Regions from separate parts of the Rattus norvegicus genome. Here region 1 is linked to region 2. The links are chromatin contacts, called in public Hi-C maps. All regions are on one chromosome and are shown on one strand. The core of a region is the stretch at or near the end of the contact, and the rest is flanking DNA. Distances in the headings are between cores, read along the strand shown.

The links. Hi-C and Micro-C count contacts between places; a contact is called where the count stands out from the background.
Region 1: a Hi-C map of Schwann cells shows a contact between it and region 2, with 3 times the contacts expected there. The contact joins two enhancer-like sites. A contact is called at or near these places in 1 of 12 Hi-C or Micro-C datasets (Schwann cells) and 1 of 1 datasets of contacts at active chromatin or transcription factors (oligodendrocytes).

Annotation. Positions count from the first base shown.
Region 1 is chr1:53,672,057-53,678,445 of GRCr8, forward strand. The region is part of intron 3 of LOC120097713 (a long non-coding RNA gene); the gene reads left to right. Among named protein-coding and RNA genes, the nearest start is that of Pabpc6, 82 kb to the left of the region's middle. Within about 2 kb of position 2,190, at least 11 of the 93 cell types and tissues checked have an H3K27ac peak or open chromatin away from gene starts, as enhancers often do. A contact at or near this core is called in Schwann cells, where this site is marked.
Region 2 is chr1:53,535,800-53,541,970 of GRCr8, forward strand. No RefSeq gene overlaps it. Among named protein-coding and RNA genes, the nearest start is that of Pabpc6, 54 kb to the right of the region's middle. Within about 2 kb of position 1,587, at least 38 of the 93 cell types and tissues checked have an H3K27ac peak or open chromatin away from gene starts, as enhancers often do. A contact at or near this core is called in Schwann cells, where this site is marked.

The sequences.
Region 1 (6,389 bases), core at 940-3,439, 140 kb after region 2:
CATAAGCTATGTAAATCCAGATCTTAGCGGTGAAAACAAAGCATCAAACTCTTAGTGTCTCCCAAGGCACAAATTCGATTCTGTCCTTCTGTCCCCTTCTCTCTTCTCCCTCCCTCCCTCCTTCTGTCTCCTTCTCTCTTCTGTTTCCCTCACTCCTCTTCTGTTCCCATACTTTCTTCAGCTAAGAGACCAGAGTTTAATTCAGGCTGAATGGATTGATAGCCAGGAGCCTCAGACTGTACAGTCTGCCCTGACACTCTGTCATTTGTGCACAAGACTCTTGTTTCTACTTGGTAGGGGTATGCACGGAGCCGTATTGGATTTGGGCCTAACCGCTTTTTGACTGCATGGTTCAAAGTGACTAGGTAACTCTGGGCTGTTTGGCCACAGAGACTCACCCCTAAGATGACTGCATTAAGTCTTAAGATTGTTGAATGAAAGCCTCTCCCATGAATTTACGGCACAGGAAGATAACATTCAAGGGATGCCTCAGCTCCCTTAGCAGATACCTGTTACCTCCTGAATCAACACCCAGTGTCTCCACCGCCTGACCTCATCGTCTACCGCCTGACCTCTTTGCCTCCAGCTATCACTACCTGTATCCGCACCTCCCCCTCCTCTGTGTTTCACAAAGGACACTCCCCCTACCTGAAAGCCTTAAAAGCTGTAACATTCACCCCAATAAACGAGACCTTGACAACAGAACTTTTGCTTGGTCTCCTTCTTCTCTTCACCCCCATTTTGGCCCACAGGTAGAAAGCCTCTTCGGGACCCTGAATAACTGGGTCCCCGCTGGCGGGGACAGGGGTACAAAAGTCCTTGTGCCTACAGATCACTAGAGAAACTAGGAATGTTAAACACACAGGACCTTTTCTCAATGGAGGAAATAAAATACCTGTTTCCTGCCCAGACAGCTGGGAGTGATTTTTGTTAATGACCCAATGACCTTTTTGCTACCAGTAGAGGCAGACCTCACCCAAATTCCCCTATCCCTTCAGGGAGATGTCTCATGCACTTTATTGCCTGGTGACCTCTGTGCTGTCTCAGTAAAGACCTCAGTTGATACTAGCTCTTTTAGCTATAGAACTCACAGTGATATGTACTTTGTAAAGGAGTTGCTATGTAGTAATACGTTAAGTTTTATTGTACACCTGGAACTGGACTGATTGTGGCTTAGAAACCCTTTTCCAAATTATACCGTGTTTTAAATATGCCAGCAATGAACTGCCTGGCATTAGACTCCCTGAAAATTGATCCAGGTTCATGAGGTCAATCTGAACTGGGTTTTCATAACTATATCTTTGAGGACACCTACATGGACACCTGCAGGGCGGCCCTCACCTATTGCCTTCACCATGCTCAGTTCCCTTCTCAGTTGTCTCTGTGAGCATAATGACTTCCCACAGGCTGACTTGGCTCTTTGCAGATCTGAGCACTGAGCATAAATGACCAGAACACTGTCCATTCTAATGATTTGGGAACATGCTAGCCAATGTGGAGATTTTCTGCCTGAGCCTGCATACTGGTCTTTCTATGCTCTATCCTGTCAGGAGTCAGCTTCCTTGGGGGCTTTTAGTGCCAAACAGACAGAATGGGAGCTGTCTACAGGCATCCATTCAAATGTAAATGGACCTACCCACTGTTTTCCAAATTGAGAGGCACCCATACACAAATGTCCAATGCTAATGGGGGCTCTGAATTAGAAAAATATTCCCAAGTTAAATGGGTTTGGGAAATGCAACACTGGGTTGGGGAATTATCATGAGCAGCACACTAAATAGTGTGTGAGAGTCTTTACTGAAGAGTTTCATTGTGTCCCACACCCAGGACTTGCAAATTTATTTGGTGCCAGTGCCTCTTTGCTGATTAGAACTCATTAACATTTTACAGGACACTTGGATTCTGTTTATCTGGAGTTGAGAGGCCCAGAGACTTAGCTTTCTCATGGGTTTCTTCCTAATCTTATGCCTCAGTAGGCAATGGAAGACAGCCTTGGTGCTATTGTTTAATTATTTTCTTGTAATTCGGGGTCATTCAATGACATCAGAGGTGTTTGCTAGTGAGACTCAAGCTGTAAATATATCACCAACCCCCTGCAAGCTTCCTGGAAGCCCTAATCCCTTTGAGTGGCTTTTTCCAGACAGAGCCTGTCCTGTCTCTCCATTTAGCCTGGGGTAGATTCCTTAGATCTTACACCCTTCCCCTCTTAGCCCTCTGGATGGCTCCAGAGCTCCGGGCTTTGCTATGTCTGTCTCATGGGTCCATTTTTATCTGCCTGGACTGCCATAATTTCATTTCTTCACGGAGCTGGTCTGACTTCAGTGAACAGACAAAAGTGAAGTGCCCTTTGGTGCTTTATTTTTCTCTTTGCTTAGATATTGACAGGACTACCTAGGGAATCCATTTCCCTTATCAATATGAGTTCCATATTAATTCTTTCATTTAATGAATTAAATAAAACCCTGGGAGATCTGATTACAGCTCAAGAATGCCCAAAATGTAATCAGTAATAGAATTCATCTAATGACCAACATTTAATCTTGTGTCAAGAACTTTGTGACAGATGAAATTAAACAGAGGTTGGTGTTTCTATTCATCTCTGTGCCTATATAAGTGTGTGTGTGTGTGTGTGTGTGTGTGTGTGTGTGTGTGTGTGTGTTGGGAAAGATTAATTCAGAAGGTTGACATGTTTCAGGAGTTGTACTTTTTGAAACATCATTTATACTGAAAGAGTTAAAGGAAGAACACCAGTATGGACTGCTCTAGCAATCTATGCACATGCAGGGTTAAACGCGCGCGCGCGCGCACACACACACACACACACACACACACACACACACAGATCCACAGACATACATTCACACGCAGGAACACAATCACACACAAACAAACTCATGCACACTCACACAGAGATCCACGGGCATTCATACACATAAACACACACACATACATGAATGTATACACACACACACACACACATACATGAATGTATACACACACACACACATACATGAATGTATACACACACACACATACATGAATGTATACACACACACACACACACACACACACACACACACACACACACGAAGCCTTCATGGCATGGAAGTGAAGAGACATTTAAAAAATATTTTTAAATGTGTTTTTAATTTCATATATTGTAGTGTTCTTTAAACATTAATCTATTTAATTTTCAACACATGTGTGTGTACCTGAGACCATAACATATATCACACAAGCAACAAGTGTTATTAACCACTGAGCTATCTCTCTAGTCCCTGAAGGGATATATTTTGGGGATAAACTCAAGTTACCAAAGTAAAACAAACTATGAGGCAGAGAAAATTTTGTATTAATTTCTTTGTCTCTTCTGGCTTCCTAATTAAGGAACAGGCATGATATACTCCTGATGTCCATTCAAAGAAGTCCTGTGGAAAATGGAGAATATCTAACAGGATGAGATGCTTCACTCACTGTCATTGTGATTGAACTACCAGGATAATCTATGTTCTTAGCAATGTGGGATTGGTGTCCATATCAGCGTTGCCTGCCAAGAAAGAGCAAGAAGCCTGCTCAAGCTAGGACCCCTGCTGAGATCCTATATGCACAGACCTGGCAGGAGCTCTGGTTGCCTGTGATGAGCTACAGTCATCTGTAGTACTAGGAAGTGGGCCAGATTCTCCTAAAGTTATTACATTGTCTGTGTAATCTTATGAGGTCTACTCATGGGTGGAAATAGTGATCTATAAGGGCCATCGCACACTCAACTCCTCTTTTCTCTCTTGAATACATTGAGGTAGAACAGAAAGCTAGAGAAAATTGTGGGGAACATAGGAAGAAAAAGGAAACCCTCACTTAGGAGCTTGATTGAAGTCAGCTAAGGATCAAGAATTCCAATAAAACCAGCAACATTTGCTTAAGGCCTTTCTTCATTCTCACCAATGAATCTATATTCTCTATGAATCTCTTCAGAGGCCCCATTTACTGGGAAAGGATATGTCCTAAATCCCTTGTACAACTCAAAGGGCTCCTGGTTTTACCTTATCAGATTTTAATCCCACCTAGGACACTCCTGAAGTGATCCTCTGATCACACTTATCAAAGAGGGAGACAAGGATTTTTTTCAGTGATTTTGAGATGTCAATTGAGAGTCATTAAAATAAGGTACAGAAGACACACAGTGCTGTACTCCCTTGAAAGCCTGTCCTGGTGATCCTCCAATGTCTTACTTCCCCCCAAGTACCCCTCTTTACTCAACCCAGTGGTTTTCAACCTTCTGACACTCCGACCCTTTAACAGAGTTCGTTGTGTTGTGGTGACCCTCAGCCATAACATTATTATTTTCATTGCTACTTCCTAACTGAAATTTTGCTGCTGTTATGAATTGTAATGTAAACATCTGTGATTTGTGATGCTCTTAGGAAATCCCTGTGAAAGGGTTGTTCAGTTCTCTGAAGGGGTTGTGACCGACAGGTTGAGAATCATTGTCTTAACCCTTATAGTTAAAATATATATTCAAGTCTCTTTTAGTAAGCCCCATCTCTTATATGGCACATATATAATTATTTTCTGCACCAAAATAAATTATCCTAGATTTGCCTGAGTGAAGATTTATGCAAAGAGTTTTTCATGTTCATGAAGGTGGGCAGTATGGAACTGTGCCTCAATTTGCTGGTTCTGTTTTCTGGAATGTTCTACATATCCTGGTACAGGCTATACTTCCCCAGTGTGTCTCCAAATTTGAAGCTCAGCCAGGCACCTTTGACTTCACTACATAGCACATGTCTTTCACTAACTTTGTGTATGAGTGTGTACACATTTGTGCATGTGTGTGTGTGATGTGTGCATGCATATAATACCTCCATTGTGACATTGCATAACAATTAAAGACTACCAATTGCTTTTTTAAGATAAAAATCCAAACCATTGATTTAATTGTTAACCACTAAAGTTCTCTTTTATTTTTTATTTACTTTAAACTATTTTTTTATTGTTTTCAAAAGTAAAACATTTGGGACAGGAGAAATGGCTTAGTAGTTAAGAGTACTAGTTTTACTGATGACCAGAATTACGTTCCAAGCATCTAAATCAGCAGGCTTACAACTACAACTCCAGCTTCAGGTGATCCGGCACCCTCTCCTGGCCTCCATGAGCACACACACTCATAGTCACATACACACACTCATAAGTACACATGCACACATGCATACACATACATACACATACATGCACATGCACGTGTGCGCACACACACAAACAAATTTTACACATAATGCAAATAAATATTGTTTAGTGTATTTGATCACCAGGTGCATGATGGTACCATACATTTCCCTGAGAAGATTCCTGCTGAAAGAGAACAGATAGCATAAGGTTGAAGCATAAGGCTACTGGCTCCAGCATTTCTGTTGTTAAAAGAGAAAAACAAAACATGTATATAAAGAGAAAGTTTTAGAATTTAAAAAAATGGGGAATATTATGTTGTACTCTGCAAGCACAGGCTGCTTGTCCATTGTTTGGAAATTCAGGGCTGAGGTGGGTAAGGGAGGACATAGTAAATTTCTCATCCCATAAGCATGGAGATCTGAGTTTGGATCTTGAGAACCCATATAAAAGTCAATTGTAGTGGCTTATGCCTGTAGCCAGAGAGAGGGCAGAGGCAGCAGAATCCTTGTAACTCATTCGTCATCCTGTCTGGTCAAATTAATGAACTCCTGGTTCAGTGAGAGAACCTGTCTCAAAAAACAAAGTGGAACGCAGCTAAGCAATATACCTGACCCCGATTTCTGACATCTACACAAATGCATATGAACACCTTTTCTCTGTTTGCTTCTGTTTCTCTGTCTGTCTCTCTCTCAAGTCCCCCTCTCCTTCTCTCTCTCTCTCTCTCTCTCTCTCTCTCTCTCTCTCTCTCTCTCTCTCTCTCGCACGAGAGCTACAAACTTGATAATTGAGTTCTACACTGTACCGCAGCTCGGCAGTTCCACTCTTATGCTCAAGGCCATCACCCTTGGCGTACTGGAGTATACAAACTTGGGTGATGTGTATCTCTGGCTGGACTGCAGGTACGCTAAGCATATGAAACACACATAAACTCCCAGTTTTGATAGTGATGGCATGTTTTGTTTTGCACATGCAAATATTACAAATTCCTAAGCAATCCTAAGTCCCAAAGACTTCTTGCCCAAGAACACTCAACATCTGTGCAAAGGCATAAAGAAAAACACCAGACACAGATGAGGAACAAATTTGTATGAAAAGTCCAATACTCAGCTATTTCTCTTCTTCAGGTGCTTTCAAACATTTCAACGGGCTTGAATGGGGGTGTGTCCTGGTCTGCTGAAATGGCAGTCCTATAGGAAGACTGGTTTCTGTTTCAACAGCACAAG
Region 2 (6,171 bases), core at 337-2,836:
TAGGGCACACGGCCACTCTGCGATGACAGCTGTCAGCATGGGAGGAGCTCCTGGCTGACCCTCAGTTGGATGAGCTTCCTGCTGTGGTCTCAGGCAGTTGGTTCCTGCTGCTGTTCAGCAGATGCGTATTTATGTCTTTGTGAGCCGCAAAGAGGAGAAAGAGACATTCTTCGGTTAAATCTTATCCATAGTCTTCTGGTTTAGATAACAGGGAAGACGGGAGCTAGAACACACAGAGCCTGTGTAGTAAAAGCCAGAAACCTGGTTGATCTCTCACCAGGTTTCAGTCTCAGAGACCCTGACACTATTTAAATTTTACCTATAATTATAATTTCCCTTTTAATATTTATCTCAGTGGCCTGCACTGGCAGAAGTCTTACTTATCACTGACTTTGTGTGACTCATGTAATGGACACCAGGGAGGGAGGGACAGGGTTGAACTTTTCTCCATGACGTTTAAAACACTGAGGAGGATGTAGAGCATCCTACTGCATTTACCTTATAGACATATGTAGGGACCAGTGTGAGCTGCGTTGCTCCCTCCATGCCCACGGCAAATGGGATAAGAACTAGGCTGGGAGGAAGCCTCGCTTGTGGTAGAAGGGCTATCCAGGGTTAGGGGAGGGGCAGGCTGTAAGGGCTTGGGCAGAGCACAGGACGGAAGCTGGTCTTTCCAGGATGACCATGCATAGAGCAAGGCAGGACATAGTGGATCTATAGCTGTCGTCCAGGTCTGTCATTAAGGAAGGGCAAAGGGAAGAGGGGGCTTTGAAAGGGCTTCATGTCCATTGTTGGGCTGTACTGGGCAGTGATTCTCTGCGCAGTGTCTGGGATGGAATAGTGTCTGTTCTTTTCTAAGAGTGCTAAGGACACTCTTAAACTCCTTCTCGTGACTCAGGAGACGAGAATCCACTCAGAAAAACACATTTCAAGCCATTCCTCCTACAGAGTTCCAGCCTGATCTATGAGCGTTTTCCTAAATTCATCCATCAGGACTCTGGGTGTTCAGACTTCTCGTGGGCAAGGAAGGGAAGTTCATAAATGGCCTGTAGTGCTAAAGAAGACTCCAGTAGCAGTGGGAGTTTAGTTGGACCCCCAGTTTACCTTTGTGTAATTTCAGGGAACTGGTAGCTTCTGAGACCTTTACAAACTTGCAATGGGGTGACTTTGCAGGAGGTTAACCTGGGTGTACTCAGCCTCCCCACTGCTGGCTTCCTAGAGCAGACCTTAGCTTAGTCTTTCCAAGGGCATCATCCCCACCCACATTCCAGTTATGAACAACCCCATCAGGCATCTGCCCATTCTCTCTGCCCAGGGTTTTAGAAGACCCAGAGGCAGCTCAGCCACGCACACATCCGGCAGTCTAGAGAGCAGGAAGGTAAGCTGCTTGCCCAGCAGCCAGACAGCATAGCTGGGAAGGCCGAGTAGAGTAGAGAAGAACAGCATGATGGAGGTCAGGGACAGAAGCTGGCGCCAGGAATGGGGACAAAGGGTCTGTACTCCTTCCCCTCACAGGACAGGATGGCCACTGGTGCCAAATTGCCCACCAGTTTGTAGATGGCAGCCAACTTCTGTTCTCCTCATAATAGGGATGTTTGTCTTTTAGAAACACTTTTGAGCTCCATGGATGGGGTTTCCAGGGCATGAGAATTACCAGTGCTGCAAAAGGCATTAAAAAGGAAGGAAAGAAAAAAGAAAGCCACAAAAACGGTTTCTTTCTTTGCAGGCAATAAGAAGCTGACTGCTCCCAGCCTAAGGCTGCCTTTGTTTCTGCTCAGAGATTGTCTTTGATCCAAGCCAAGTGAACAAAGGCTCATTATCTTACCTTTAAATAGAGGGATTTTTAGCAGAAACATTGAAGGGTTAGGGGGAGGAGAAGCAGTGCCTCTCAGGATGCCCCCAGAGGTCCTGAGGCTCTGAGCCATCAAGGAAGAACATGAGAAAGAGCACAAGGGCTCCATGAGTGGCTTGTGCAGGCACTGAAGATGTTCTTTGTAACTGTATTTACAGTGATTAAACAGCCCAGTCCGTTTGCAAGCAGGACACCAGCGTCTTCACTCAGACTTCTTATGTGTTGCATGCATGTCACCCAGACAGATTTCCTGAAGGTAATTTTCTCAGCTGCCCACATCATCTGACACCAGATGCCCAGCTTTCTTTCAGGACAGTGCCCCCTCTCCATGGCCTCCAAACTTTTGCAAGTCAGAGAAAGTGAACAGTTCAAGAAAAGGCAGCTCTGGAGAAAGGCAGGATGGAGCTGCCACGGTCCACCCCAGAGGACCTTACTAGGGTTTCATAGAACTCACAGCATGTCCTCACTTCCTTATTGAAAACTTGTAAAGAAAACATTCTTTATAATGTTGGAAGAGTCACTTTTATTTGTGCTTTTGGCTTTTAAATTATCGCACCTCCTCATTATAATATAATTATAAAAGGTAATTATAATCTCTCAGATACAAAGACACCTTCTTAAAGTGGACCTGTGCACAGACACATACATAGACACATGCACAGATGCATACACACATGCATACACACATGCATATGGTTAGACACATGCACAGATACATAAACGCACATGTAGGCATAGATTGATAGATATACACAAGCACAGACAGATGCATATACAGGCACACACACACACAAACATTTACACACATAAACACAGACATACACACATATAGGCACAGACAGAATGACTGACACAAACATGTACATACATGCACACACAAACTTGGCTTACAAGCCATATTTGAAAATAAAGAAGTTTAATAAGTTTGACCATGTATTGGGGGATTATCATTTGAGGACAATACTCACTGATTTAATTGTACCCTCTCTATTCTTCTATATAGAACCCATTAAGGGAAACATTATAATCCTAATTACATTGGTTAGGACATTGAAACTATTCACACCTATGATCAGACAGACAGGAGGATTTCTGAGGCTTGCTGGCCAGTTTGTCTAACTGAATCAGAGACAGAGAGAGAGAGAGAGAGAGAGAGAGAGAGAGAGAGAGAGAGAGAGAGAGAGAGGCAGAGATAGAGACAGAGAGAGACAGAGACAGAGAGACAAAGAGAGAGAGACAGACAGACAGACACACACAGAGAGAGCACTTGTCTCAAAATTCAAAATGGGGAGCAATTGAGGAAGATTCCTGATGTCAGCCTCTGGCGTCCACATGCTCTTACACACATGTAGATGGGCACACACATGAATACACTCATGCACACAGTAATTTGAAATGCATCTGTTCCAAGCCTGTATACAAAGGGGTAGCTCTGATGTCAAATCCCAGGATCAAAAGCTTACCCACTGGGCCCCATCCTGTTCCAGAAGGGAGAGTTGGAGATCCAACATACAGACACAATTTTAACACTCCATTTTTGACCCCTCCCGCCCCCCAATCAGTCAACATGGCAACTAAACACAAGGTACAGCTTTCTGCACGAGGACTAAATAAGACAGTGGTGCGTGAATTGTTCAACGCATAAAAAGGAAAGGACTTTTCTGTCCCAATAGAGGCACTGGATCAATTCAAGAGTCCATACTGGATAATAAAGTTGCTTATTGTGAAATCCCAGGCTTCCTGCCAAGAGTGGGTAGAGCCCTCTGAAACATGGCAATGTCAACTTTCGAGGCTGGGTACTTGGTGACATGATTTAAAGAATGGAAAGAAAAAAATATTTCCAACCGACTCAGCAGGTTCTGAGGAAGCTGGGCTGTGAGAGACCCTGCCCTGGTGAGCTCAGCTCTTCTGAGCAGGGAACACTCTCCTTGGAATAAAGCAGGCGAGGCACTTTTTTTTTTTTTTTTGCATTTTCCTGATTCACTGTGTACCATTGAACATTTTATGATGCTTTGTTTGTTTTATAGACGAGGCATTAAATTCAAATTACAACTTGAATGAGATTTACTCAGTTCCCCTTTCAGTGTGGGAATTTCTCATTAGCCAGGCTCCCATTTCTTATGTAGATGGATGACCCAGACCTTAATGGTGGGTTGGAAAAGATGAGGTTATTTCTGTTACCCCAAATCTCTTTGTGTCAAAATTGGTTTTTTCGACCTTACCAATTTCTCACTGCTGGACAATTTTGGAAGGGGGCCCCAAAAATATTAATGTGTGTGCACGTCTATTTCTCCACCTCCTAGAATTGATAAAGTTTCCCTGTTCAGCCCCAAGCTGTAATTTCATCTTTCATGGTTGATTGCTTGACAATCCAGCAGGGAAATACGTTCTTGTGTTACACAGGGTGTAAATAGGGTTCAAGTTCTCTTGGGAACCTGACTTGCCTTGAAGCTCAAATTGCATTGTTTCTGATGCGCTGCCCTCTTGTCCCCTTGCTATTCGACCATGGGTTTTCACGCACAAAGTGAACCTAAATGGAGGCAGAAAACGTTTGATTCATCACAAGTTCAAATGCAAATGATAGCTGCTCATTTTTCCTTTCACCTGCAGATTAGCAGTTTGTAGCCTTTTAAAAAAAGATTTATTTATTTTATATATGTAAGTACACTCTCACTGTCTTCAGACACACCAGAGGAAGAGGGCATCAGATCCCATTACAGATGGTTGTGAGCCACCATGTGGTTGCTGGGATTTGAACTCAGGACCTCTGGAAGAGCAGTCAGTGCTCTTAATCGCTGAGCCATCTCTCCAGCCCATTGTAGCCTCTTTTTATATTTTAAATGCTCAGTGTATCTTCTCTGGGAAGGGTACCATACAGTTCCAAAGCTCCCCACAATGATGATTGGGTAATTTGTACTTCTCTCCATGTGAGGTTTTGTTTTGTTGATTTCTGGGAATGCCCTGTAGTTGCTGATTAAAAACTGAAAGATGATGTTTGAAAAAGAAATGGCATACTGAATTTGAAGGCCTCCAACTCATCACTGATATTTTAAAACTAGAATTGGTGACATCTTTGAGTGACTCCATGTTCACTTAACATGTGTGGTCCTTACATCGTAAGATGCTATTGTGGCTTGTATATGAAGTGTGACCCTCAAAGGCTCATGTGATACAGGTTTGGTTGTCAAGGGATGAGCTTTTGAATGAAGGGACCCTAAGGCTCTTACCTCACCTGTGGATGATTGACTTGTGGACTCATAAATTAACAGCATTATTAAAAAGCAGTAGGAAATAGGGTCTAGGGCCTTGTTAGGGCAATCAGATCACTCAAGACATGGATAATTCATATTCTGACTCCCCTTCTCTCTCCCTGGACATCATGGAATGAAGAGCTTCCTCTTCCACATATAACTGCCACTGTGTCCACCTGACTCCTCACAGGCCCATAGCAATGGACCACAGACTGAGGCCTCAGAAACCATGAGGTAAAATAGACCTTTCTTCCTTCCTAATTGCTTTTGCTGGCATTTTGTCCCAGTAACAGAACATTGACTCAAGCAGACACATTACATTTCACAGTTAACCCATTTCATACAGAACATATTTATTTCATTCCTGAAAATGCTCATTTCCAAAGTAGTTCATAAAACAATGACAATTTATTGTGTCATCTGTCTTCATTTAACATTTTTAGGGTAAATTTGAAGGTAGGTAATACCAGGGTGAATGCCAGTTCTTCGTCTTATAAAAGTCCACAGGGTCAGAAGTCATGAAAGAATGTGCCTGCTGGCCTTGACTGACCATCAGTTTTAATGTTTCTCAGAACTGAAGTGGGATAAGGCATGTTTTTTCATCTGTCTATCTGTTCATCATTCCATCCATCTGTTCATCTATCCATCCATTGCTTTTTATTTAAAAATCTAGCACCTCTTGCAGATGCCTATGACATACCAAATTCAAGCCTTGGCTATATTGCCCAGAATTATCTGAAATGTGAGACATTAGCACAATGCCCAGAAAGCCAAGTCCATCTAGACCTTCTGACTCCTAATCCAAGAAGGTGGGATTCAATTACAGAGCTAGAGCGAAGTGTCCACAGAGACCCATCTTATTTCTAGTACCAAATGAAAACTCTGGGTCTTTTCAAAAATGCTCATATTTATCAATTACTCAAAGACTCACAGAATTTCCCAGATTCTGTTCTATTCAAGGTTATATTCTTTACAGGACATTAAATTTTAATTACATTAAAAATCAGTCCATTGGAAAATGTATACAGCAGAGTCAGGGGGTGGGTGTTATAACTGTGAAATATCTTG